Linked DNA regions of Danio rerio: region 1 is linked to region 2. Evidence: chromatin contacts called from public Micro-C data. All regions are on one chromosome and are shown on one strand. The core of a region is the stretch at or near the end of the contact, and the rest is flanking DNA. Distances in the headings are between cores, read along the strand shown. Region 1 overlaps septin8a (septin 8a). Region 2 overlaps aff4 (AF4/FMR2 family, member 4).

Evidence for each region. A called contact is a pair of places that touch in the nucleus more often than the background predicts.
Region 1: a Micro-C map of caudal fin shows a contact between it and region 2, with 6 times the contacts expected there. The contact joins two enhancer-like sites. A contact is called at or near these places in 3 of 18 Hi-C or Micro-C datasets (caudal fin, hematopoietic stem cells and an unstated tissue).

The regions. Positions count from the first base shown.
Region 1 is chr21:47,116,785-47,121,255 of GRCz12tu, forward strand. septin8a (septin 8a) reads left to right here. Exons shown (of 10, transcript NM_001115117.1): 8 at 49-181; 9 at 1,494-1,663; 10 at 4,463-4,471. The coding sequence ends at 4,466. Among named protein-coding and RNA genes, the nearest start is that of ccni2, 26 kb to the right of the region's middle. Within about 2 kb of position 1,962, at least 8 of the 62 cell types and tissues checked have an H3K27ac peak or open chromatin away from gene starts, as enhancers often do. A contact at or near this core is called in caudal fin, where this site is marked.
Region 2 is chr21:46,985,744-46,989,975 of GRCz12tu, forward strand. It overlaps aff4 (AF4/FMR2 family, member 4), which reads left to right. Exons shown (of 20, transcript XM_679235.12): 15 at 823-959; 16 at 1,053-1,124; 17 at 3,210-3,303. Among named protein-coding and RNA genes, the nearest start is that of shroom1, 13 kb to the right of the region's middle. Within about 2 kb of position 2,593, at least 3 of the 62 cell types and tissues checked have an H3K27ac peak or open chromatin away from gene starts, as enhancers often do. A contact at or near this core is called in caudal fin, where this site is marked.

The sequences.
Region 1 (4,471 bases), core at 712-3,211, 130 kb after region 2:
ATCTTAATGAAAACGTGTTTAAAAACGTTAGACGTGTGTTCGCTACAGTCTGCAGGAGACGTATGAAGCCAAGAGGAAGGAGTTTCTCGGAGACCTGCAGAAGAAGGAGGAGGAGATGAGGCAGATGTTCGTCAATAAAGTGAAGGAGACGGAGGCCGAGCTGAAGGAGAAGGAGAGAGAGGTCAGTCCTGCATCTTCAGCATACGATTCCTATATAGCATTTTGTATGGAAGGTAAATCCTGCCAACTTTAAATAAATCAAATAAAAAATGGAAATTAAAATTAAAATCAGATTAACAATTTTATTTTAAAACACTGTTCGCAAAATATCGGCCAAAGTTGAAAACAAAATGAAATTATTTAATTTTTTTTCATTTTCACTTTGACAACACATCGTCCCTGTCAAATTGATAATTAAAATGAAGTTGCCGATTTAACATTACATTTTCACTGCATTTCCACGTCAAGACTGCCAATATTAAAATAAAAAGCCAAACTGAAAAATAAAATGCAACACAATTTTTACAAAGCGTGTTATTAATATTCACGCTATAATAGTGACACAATTCAAATTAAAATGTAAATTTAAGCTTTCCTTTTATTGACACTTTTTCATTTCAATTTTCATTTTCGATTTCATTTTCAACCTCAACCTGTATGCAAAGCCTGTGCTAATCAGAAACTAGAACTGCCACTGACCAGCATGGTGTGATTTGTGGGAAGGTGTGATAAAAATACCATGTTAAACTCTTCCAACCAATCTCCCTCCAATTCTGCGAGCATTTGCATTGATTCCTCCATATTATTGTCCAATCCTCTTCTGCTATACCCTTCTCCCCTTCTTTCTCCCACTTAGTTTTAATACAAATCGTCAAGTGTGTATGTACACTGCAAAAAAAGCCTTTCTATTGCTTTTCTAAATTGTATATTTCTATTATTTATGCAAAAAAACTCTTGTTTTTAGTCTTGATGTCAGATGCTCACCCCATTAGCAGATCATTTAGCTTGTTTAGAGGAAAAACTCGCTTTATTATCTTCAACAAGATAATAATTTTTCTTCTTTATTTAAGATTTTTTTTGTACCAGAAACAAATCAAAGTAAAATATACAAGAGTATAAAATGTGTGAATGCGACAGTGTATGGGTGTTTCCCAGTACTGGGTTGCAGCTGAAAGGGCATCCGCTGCGTAAAACATATGCTAGTTGACTGTTAGTTGACCTCTAATAAATAAGAAACTAAGCTGGAGGAAAATTAATGAATATGGTTGCAAACAATTTATGTGGGCAATTTATAAACAATTTATGAAAACAAATTTAATTAGTAATGTTCAATCTAATTTGTTTGTTCAATTAAATTCAGCCCATGTAAATTATTTGCGACCACCTTAAAACAAATCAAATGATGATTTTTTTTTTACGTTCAGTGTTGGCTTGTCCAGTGTACTTGTGATGTCCATGACAAATAAATCAATAAATATCTGTAATCTGCTCAGTTACATGAGAAGTTCGAGCAGCTGAAGCGAATGCACCAGGAGGAGAAGAGGAAAGTGGAGGAGAAGAGACGCGAGCTGGAGGAGGAGATGAACGCTTTCAATAGGAGGAAAGTGGCCGCCGAGACCCTCTCGCTCTCACAGCCCCTCAAGAAGGACAAGGACAAGAAAAAGTGAGTTCGCTTGTCTTCTTATTCCTCTTTTTCTTTAATGTAGAGTGTATTAATTCTATTGTTTATAATCAGACTTGATAAAAACAGTCTGCAGAAACGCTTTGAATGTCATTCTCCCTTTGTACGTGTCATCAGAGGGGGAAAGTCCCACCCAATAGTGACCATCTCTTCCTCATTAGCATAGGGTGTTAGTCTTTTTCCTAAACATCGTTTATTTTTACCACAAAACAGCAGGTTGAGGTTTTGAGCTCGTTCTGCTGTCAGGCCTGTGCTTCATGGGCGCCATCTTGTGGTTACTCGCATGTTTACACGGCGTCCATTTTGTGGTTTAAACCTGACGCGGTCCAGCATCTGAAGGAAAGCTGATCATATTCGACTCAAAACAACTAACACTCGGTCAGAATATAAAACAAATCCTCTGATTGTGATATATTTTTAATTATCTATATCACAAACTAATTTTAAAGGCACAATGTGTACGTTTTTGTCATTGATGCCTCTGAAAAAACACTAGAACACAATGTGTTATTGCTGATTTATTCATCCCAAATGTTTTAAGGAATGATCAAATCCAGAGAAATAATCACTTTTAACAAGTGTTAAACTAATTCTTTGATTGAATTTTAAAATACCTTTATCACAATCTGAGTTAAAGGCAAGTGTTTTTGTCATTCAAACCACTAGAACAGTGTTATTTGGCTGATTTATTCACTTATGTTATCCCAGTAAAGGGATACAGGATGTAAAGGCACAATGTGTACGGATTTTTCATCCAAATACCTAAAAATCACTAGAACCGTTTGTATTTAGCTGATTTATGTACTTATATTATCCCAAATGATTCAAAGAATGACCAAATCCAGAGAAATCTCACTTTTAACAAGTGTTAAACAAACTCTTTAAGTCATTTTGAAAACACCTTTATCATTTTTAAGACACAATATGTACATTTTTATCATTCAAACATCTAAAAGTCTATAGAACAATGTTATTTTGCTGATTTATTCGCTTATATTATCCCAAATGTTTAAAAGAAAGATCGAATCCAGAGAAATAATCACGTTTAAAGTGTTATGGACTGTGTGCTGTGTGTTCATGCTAATGACGTCACACACCCTCAATATTCACTGTGGTTTTCTAGAAAACATGGAAATACTTCAGTGTTTTTCTTCACGGTTATCTTACTTCATGTTACCATGATTATAAGTGTTGAATTTTTTACTCATTTATCAACATGATTTCTGCTGGAATCTGTAGAATGATCCCATAAATCCACACTCAGCAAAATACACGTTTGTTTGTTGTGAATACGCGCCCCCTAGTGGCCAAAACTACATACTGTGCCTTTAAGCTAAATAAACTGCCAGCTATCAGCCTTAAAATGATAGTACACACAAAAATAAAAATGTTGTCATCAATTTGACATCGCCTGCAGTCCCATTTAGCAATTTGATAGCAACTGTCTTTTATATAGAAGCGTAATTGATTTTTAAAAACGAGGAGTGTGTTTGATGTAACTGATGTGTTTTATCTTTTAGAATAAAATGTGAAAGTATCTTGAGTTTGTGGTTACCACAAACCTTACTTAAGCAATTTAACCAAAATCCCATTAAAAAAAAAAAAAAAAAAAAACATTGGCTTTAGGTCACGGGAACCGCAACTGCTAAAATGCTAACTTGCTTCTGGGTTTTTGCATACAAATTGCCGTCCTCATCCACTCTATAAGTGTTAAATATTTTACTCATCCATCTACATGATTTCTGCTAGAGTTGTGTAGGATGATGAAGACCACAACTCCCATGAATCCACACTCCTCAAAATACATCTTTGTTTGTTGTGAATACGCCCCCCCTAGTGGCCAAAACTACATACTGCGCCTTTAAGCTTAGCAAACTGCCAGATATTGACCTTAAAGTGATCGTACACACACAAAAAAAAATTCTGTCATCATTTACTCATCATTACAAACCTGTTTGTGTTTGTTTTGTCTGTTAAACACTAAAGAAGATATTTTGAAAAATGTTGAAAACCGGTAACCATTAACTTGGTAATTAAAGGGAATTACTTCAGTCTTACTCTGCTTCATAATATCATGGTGTAAGTGTTAAATACTTCACACAGATGATAAAGACCACAACTCCCATGAATTCACACACATTAAAAATACACCTTTGTTTGTTGTGAATACGCCCCCCCCAGTGGCCAAAACTACATACTGCGCCTTTAAGCTGAACAAACTGCCAGATATTGACCTTAAAGTGATCGTACACACAAAAATAAAACTTCTGTCATCATTTACTCATCATTACAAACCTGTTTGTGTTTGTTTTGTCTGTTAAACACCAAAGAAGATATTTTGAAACATGTTGAAAACCGGTAACCATTGACTTCTGTTGTATTTTTTGTTCATACAATGAAAGTCAGTGGCTGTATTTTCCAACATTCTTCAAAAAATATTGTTTTGTGTTCAACAGAAGAAAGAAACGAATTCATTTAGAGCCACTTGAGTGTAGGTAAATGGTGAGGAAATGTTCATTGTTGTGTGAACTGACCCTTCAGCTGCATTATAGACTCGGCGGATGCTTCAGTTCTGGACAATATGACTCAAAATTCCTGCAGTAATTTTCAGTGAATGTTTAGTTTTCATCCCAATATGACAGCATGCTTGTATTTCTGTATTTCTCAGTGCTTTTATGATCATATTCATGTGTTCATTTGCATGTTTCCACCTTTTTTTGTTCCTCATTTTTCCGTTGATACTCATTTTCCTGTTTTGTGTTTGTTTGTTTTTTCTTTCAGTTAATTTAT
Region 2 (4,232 bases), core at 1,343-3,842:
ATTATATATTACATATAATAATTCTGACCTCAAATGTATATTTATTAATATATTATTCAATAAAAACTTTTTGATTATTTTATTAAGAAATGTATATATTCATATACATATATACTCTGTTTTTTCTTTAATATTTGTTATTTGTTGTGCAAGTTTTGTTTCTTTTAGTCTTGGAATAAAAGTATAGTTTTATTTTAAGGTCAATATTTTTATTATTAAGAAATTTAAAAAATAATTATTAAATTATTATATTTATAATAATAAAAGTTTTTATTCTTAATTTATTTTATTCTCTAGTTTATTCTTATTTTAAGGTCAATATTATTATTTAATATTATAAATTAATATATTATAAAAATTCATTAATGTATATTAAGAAATATGTATTTTTTAGATTGTGTGGATTTCTAATAAGTTGCCAAATAATGATCTCTGCCTAGTTAACATAATAACCTAGTTATTGCATTTTAATCTGAATGCAAGTATCTTGCAAAAGTAGAAAAATATTATAAATATGTGAGCATTTTCTCAATATTTAAATTTTTATTTTTTTAACCCTCAGATTCCTCATAATATGTTGTATCTCAACTAAATTTTGTCCCATCAAACCAAACAACAATAAAAAAAATGAGTTCATTCCATTCACATATTTATTTATTTAAAATAATTAATTAATTTATTTAAAACAGCCACTTAAAACTAGTTTTGGGGGTCACATTTGATCGTTTTCCAGTCTTGTTTTGAATCCTCATGTATGTCAAAAAACATAATTTATTACATGTTTGCTATTGAAATTGATCTTTTTTGTGGTGTTTTCTGCAGATGGACAGATTTGAGAAGGCGGTGTATTACCTGGACGCCGTGGTGTCTTTCATCGAGTGTGGAAATGCCCTGGAGAAAAACGCCCAGGAGGCCAAATCCCCCTTTCCCATGTATGCAGAAACCGTGGAGCTCATCAAGTAAGACTTCAGAGTAGCTGAAATGCATTTTCTGTATGCTGCTTCAGTAGAGTTTGCTCACAGATGTGTGTGTGTGTGTGTGTTTTTTTTTAGGTACACTATGAAGCTAAAGAGCTACATGGCACCAGATGCAACTTCTCAAGACAAAAGGCTAGCAGTGCTATGGTATGAAGCAGAAACTTTACACTTTACACTTTAGGTCAACAGTGTTATGATTTACAACAGGACTAGCTTTTGCCCTAATGCTGAGTGTCCAGCGAAGTGTTTTTGTGTTGTTGTCAATGTTGGGGCTGCATTTATTGAGCACATGCAGCATTTTCCTGCTACTTGTGTGTATTGTACTGAGAAGGGTTCTTAAATAAATTTATTTATTTATTCATTTTATTTTTCTATAGTTTATATATTTTTTTTCTATTTTATTAATTATTATATACTTTTTAAAAATGTTGTTGTTGTTTTTAATTTTATATTAAATATTTTTATATTATATTTATCTTTACATTTGTGTTTATGTATTTTATATTATGTAATATTTAATATTTTTTATATTTTATGTTATTTTTTATTTTAGATTTAATTTAATAAATGTATTTATTTTGTTTTATGTGTATTTTATTTTATGTTTTATGTATTTTTTTATTTTATTTTTTATTTTACATTATATAATATTTGTTATTTTGTTTTATAATTTTTTTTATTTTATATTTATGTATTTTATTATATTTTATATTTAGTTTTTTATATTCGTTTATTTTTATACTTGTTGTTTTTTATTTAATTTTATATTATAAATTTTTGTTTGTAATTTTATATAATACATTTTATATTATATTTTTCTTTATATTTATATTTATGTATTATATTGTGTAATATTTTATATATTTTTATATTAAATTTTTTGTTTTATATTTATTTTTTTCAATTTATTTATTTATATATTAATTTTTTATAATTTTATTTTGGTATTATTAGTTTTAAATAATTTTATTTTATATTATATTTATCTTGATATTTATGTATATTATTATACTTTATTTAATATTTTTATGTTTCATTTTATATTTAATTTTATTTTATATTTTAATTATTTTTGTTCTATTTTGTTTTTTTATATTTTATTTTATATTATAACCATTTGCCATTTGCTTGTAACTTAATGTTATATATTTTTATATTATATTTATATCTCTTTACATGAACAGCTTAATTAGGTAATGTTTACTTACTCATATAATCTATTAACAAATATGTTAGTGTATAACTTGACCTAGTAATAAACAACACATTTATTCAGCAAAACTGAATCCTTGTTCATAACTTACAATGTTAGTTAACAGCATCAGGTAAATCAGGTTCAGAACTACACAAACCTTTGTTCATGTTACCCACTCGTATACTAATTGCTAGAGCTTATAAGTTCATAGTTCCTGATTTACGTCAGGGACAAAGGAGGACAGAATTGATGTGCATTACATCGAAACATCAGCTTGTTAACCCTTTACTGACATGATTTGTCATTAACAAAGCATTCGTTAATAATATTAGGAACATTATTGTAAAGTATACAGTATTGAAACGTTACCTAATACTTCACTAACAGCCATTAACTCTTCGAACATGACTCACCCCCTTTTAACAAAACAAAACAGCGCCCTCAAGAGGACGGGAATTGTAAAAAATGACAAATATGCATTAAAGAAGTGCTGTATTCTCTCACTGAAATACTGCATTCCTCTCACACAGATTGTTTTCTCAGAAAAGAAAGCATTTTCTGGGAAACTTGACGTTCATTTTTGCAATAGCATTGCCGTTCACCACAACAACAACAAAAGAAAACGTTAAGATTGATTACGGTAATATGTTCACCAAGAGAATTTAAGGCTCGCTCGCTGAAGAGTTGCGTTTCACTCTGGATACTCTACATTCGCTCGCAGAAGTATTGCTTTTCCCACAAGAAAGAAGAAAAATGTCATGTATTTCATCCTCCCGCCTCATTATTTACATCGGTTTTGTTACGAGGAATGCATAAGTCTTGCGAAGTTATGCAGAGTTTCTCAGGGAGATGAAACGCTATGCAGGAGATCATTGAAATGTTTTGCTCAGTCATCATCATTCATGCCTTTAAAGATATTTCATGAATGTTTGATATTTGATTCTAATTTGAGCAATGAAGTAAATGGAGATGAAGCTGTTACCCGATGTGTGTGCAGGGTTTTGTTAAAACTGATGTTATAATCTCTGTCTCTGCAGTCTTCGATGTCAAGCGCTCCTGTATTTGAGGCTTTTCAAGCTGCGGAAAGAAAGTGCACTGAAATACTCTAAAACACTCACTGAACACTTGAAGGTAACATTATTTTGCTTTTAAAATGATTATAATAGGGTGCTGTAACTATTAGTGTCTGCCACTATTTAAAGGTTTGGGGTCTGTAAGATTATTTAAAACTTTTTTTTCCATGTAAAATGTTTTTTTTAATTACAATGACTTTTTTTTTTATTAGTGTAATGATTCACAATGTGTTTTTCTATTGCATTAGAAAAGGAAATCCGTTTTAAAGATTATATTCTGATGGTTAGGGTTTACTACTTATCACAGTTTTTTCTTTCTCAATGTCTTTGGAAATATTCAAAGAAAAAAAACTATCATGATTATTACAAATAACAAGAAAACAACAATTATTTGACTTGAAAGTCTCTTGGTTTTTTTCTTAAATAAGAAAGATCTTACTGACCCAGACTTTTTTTTAACTGTAGTCTATTTCTAAGAAGTCTATTATAAAAAAAATACACTCCGGCCACTTTATTAGGTACACCTTACTAGTACCAGGTTGGACCCCCTTTTGCCTTCAGAACTGCCTTAATCCTTCATGGCATAGATTCAGCAAGCTACAGGAAATATTCCTTAGAGATTTTGCTCGATGTTGACATGACAGCATCACACAGCTGCTGCAGATTTTTCGGCTGCACATCCATGATGTGAATCTCCCATTCCACCACAATCCAAAGGTGCTCTTTTTGAATTGAGATCTGGTGACTGTGGAGGCCATTTGAGTACAGTGAACTCATCGTCATGTTCAAGAAACCAGTCTGAAATGTTTCGGGCTTTGTGGCATGGTCTGTTATCCTGCTTGAAGTAGCCATCAAAAGATGAGTACACTGTGGTCATAAAGGCATGGACATGGTCAGTAACAGTACTCGGGTAGGCTGTGGCGTAGACACCATGTTCAGTGGGTACTAATGGGCCCAAAGTGTGCCAAAAAAAATCTCCCCCACACC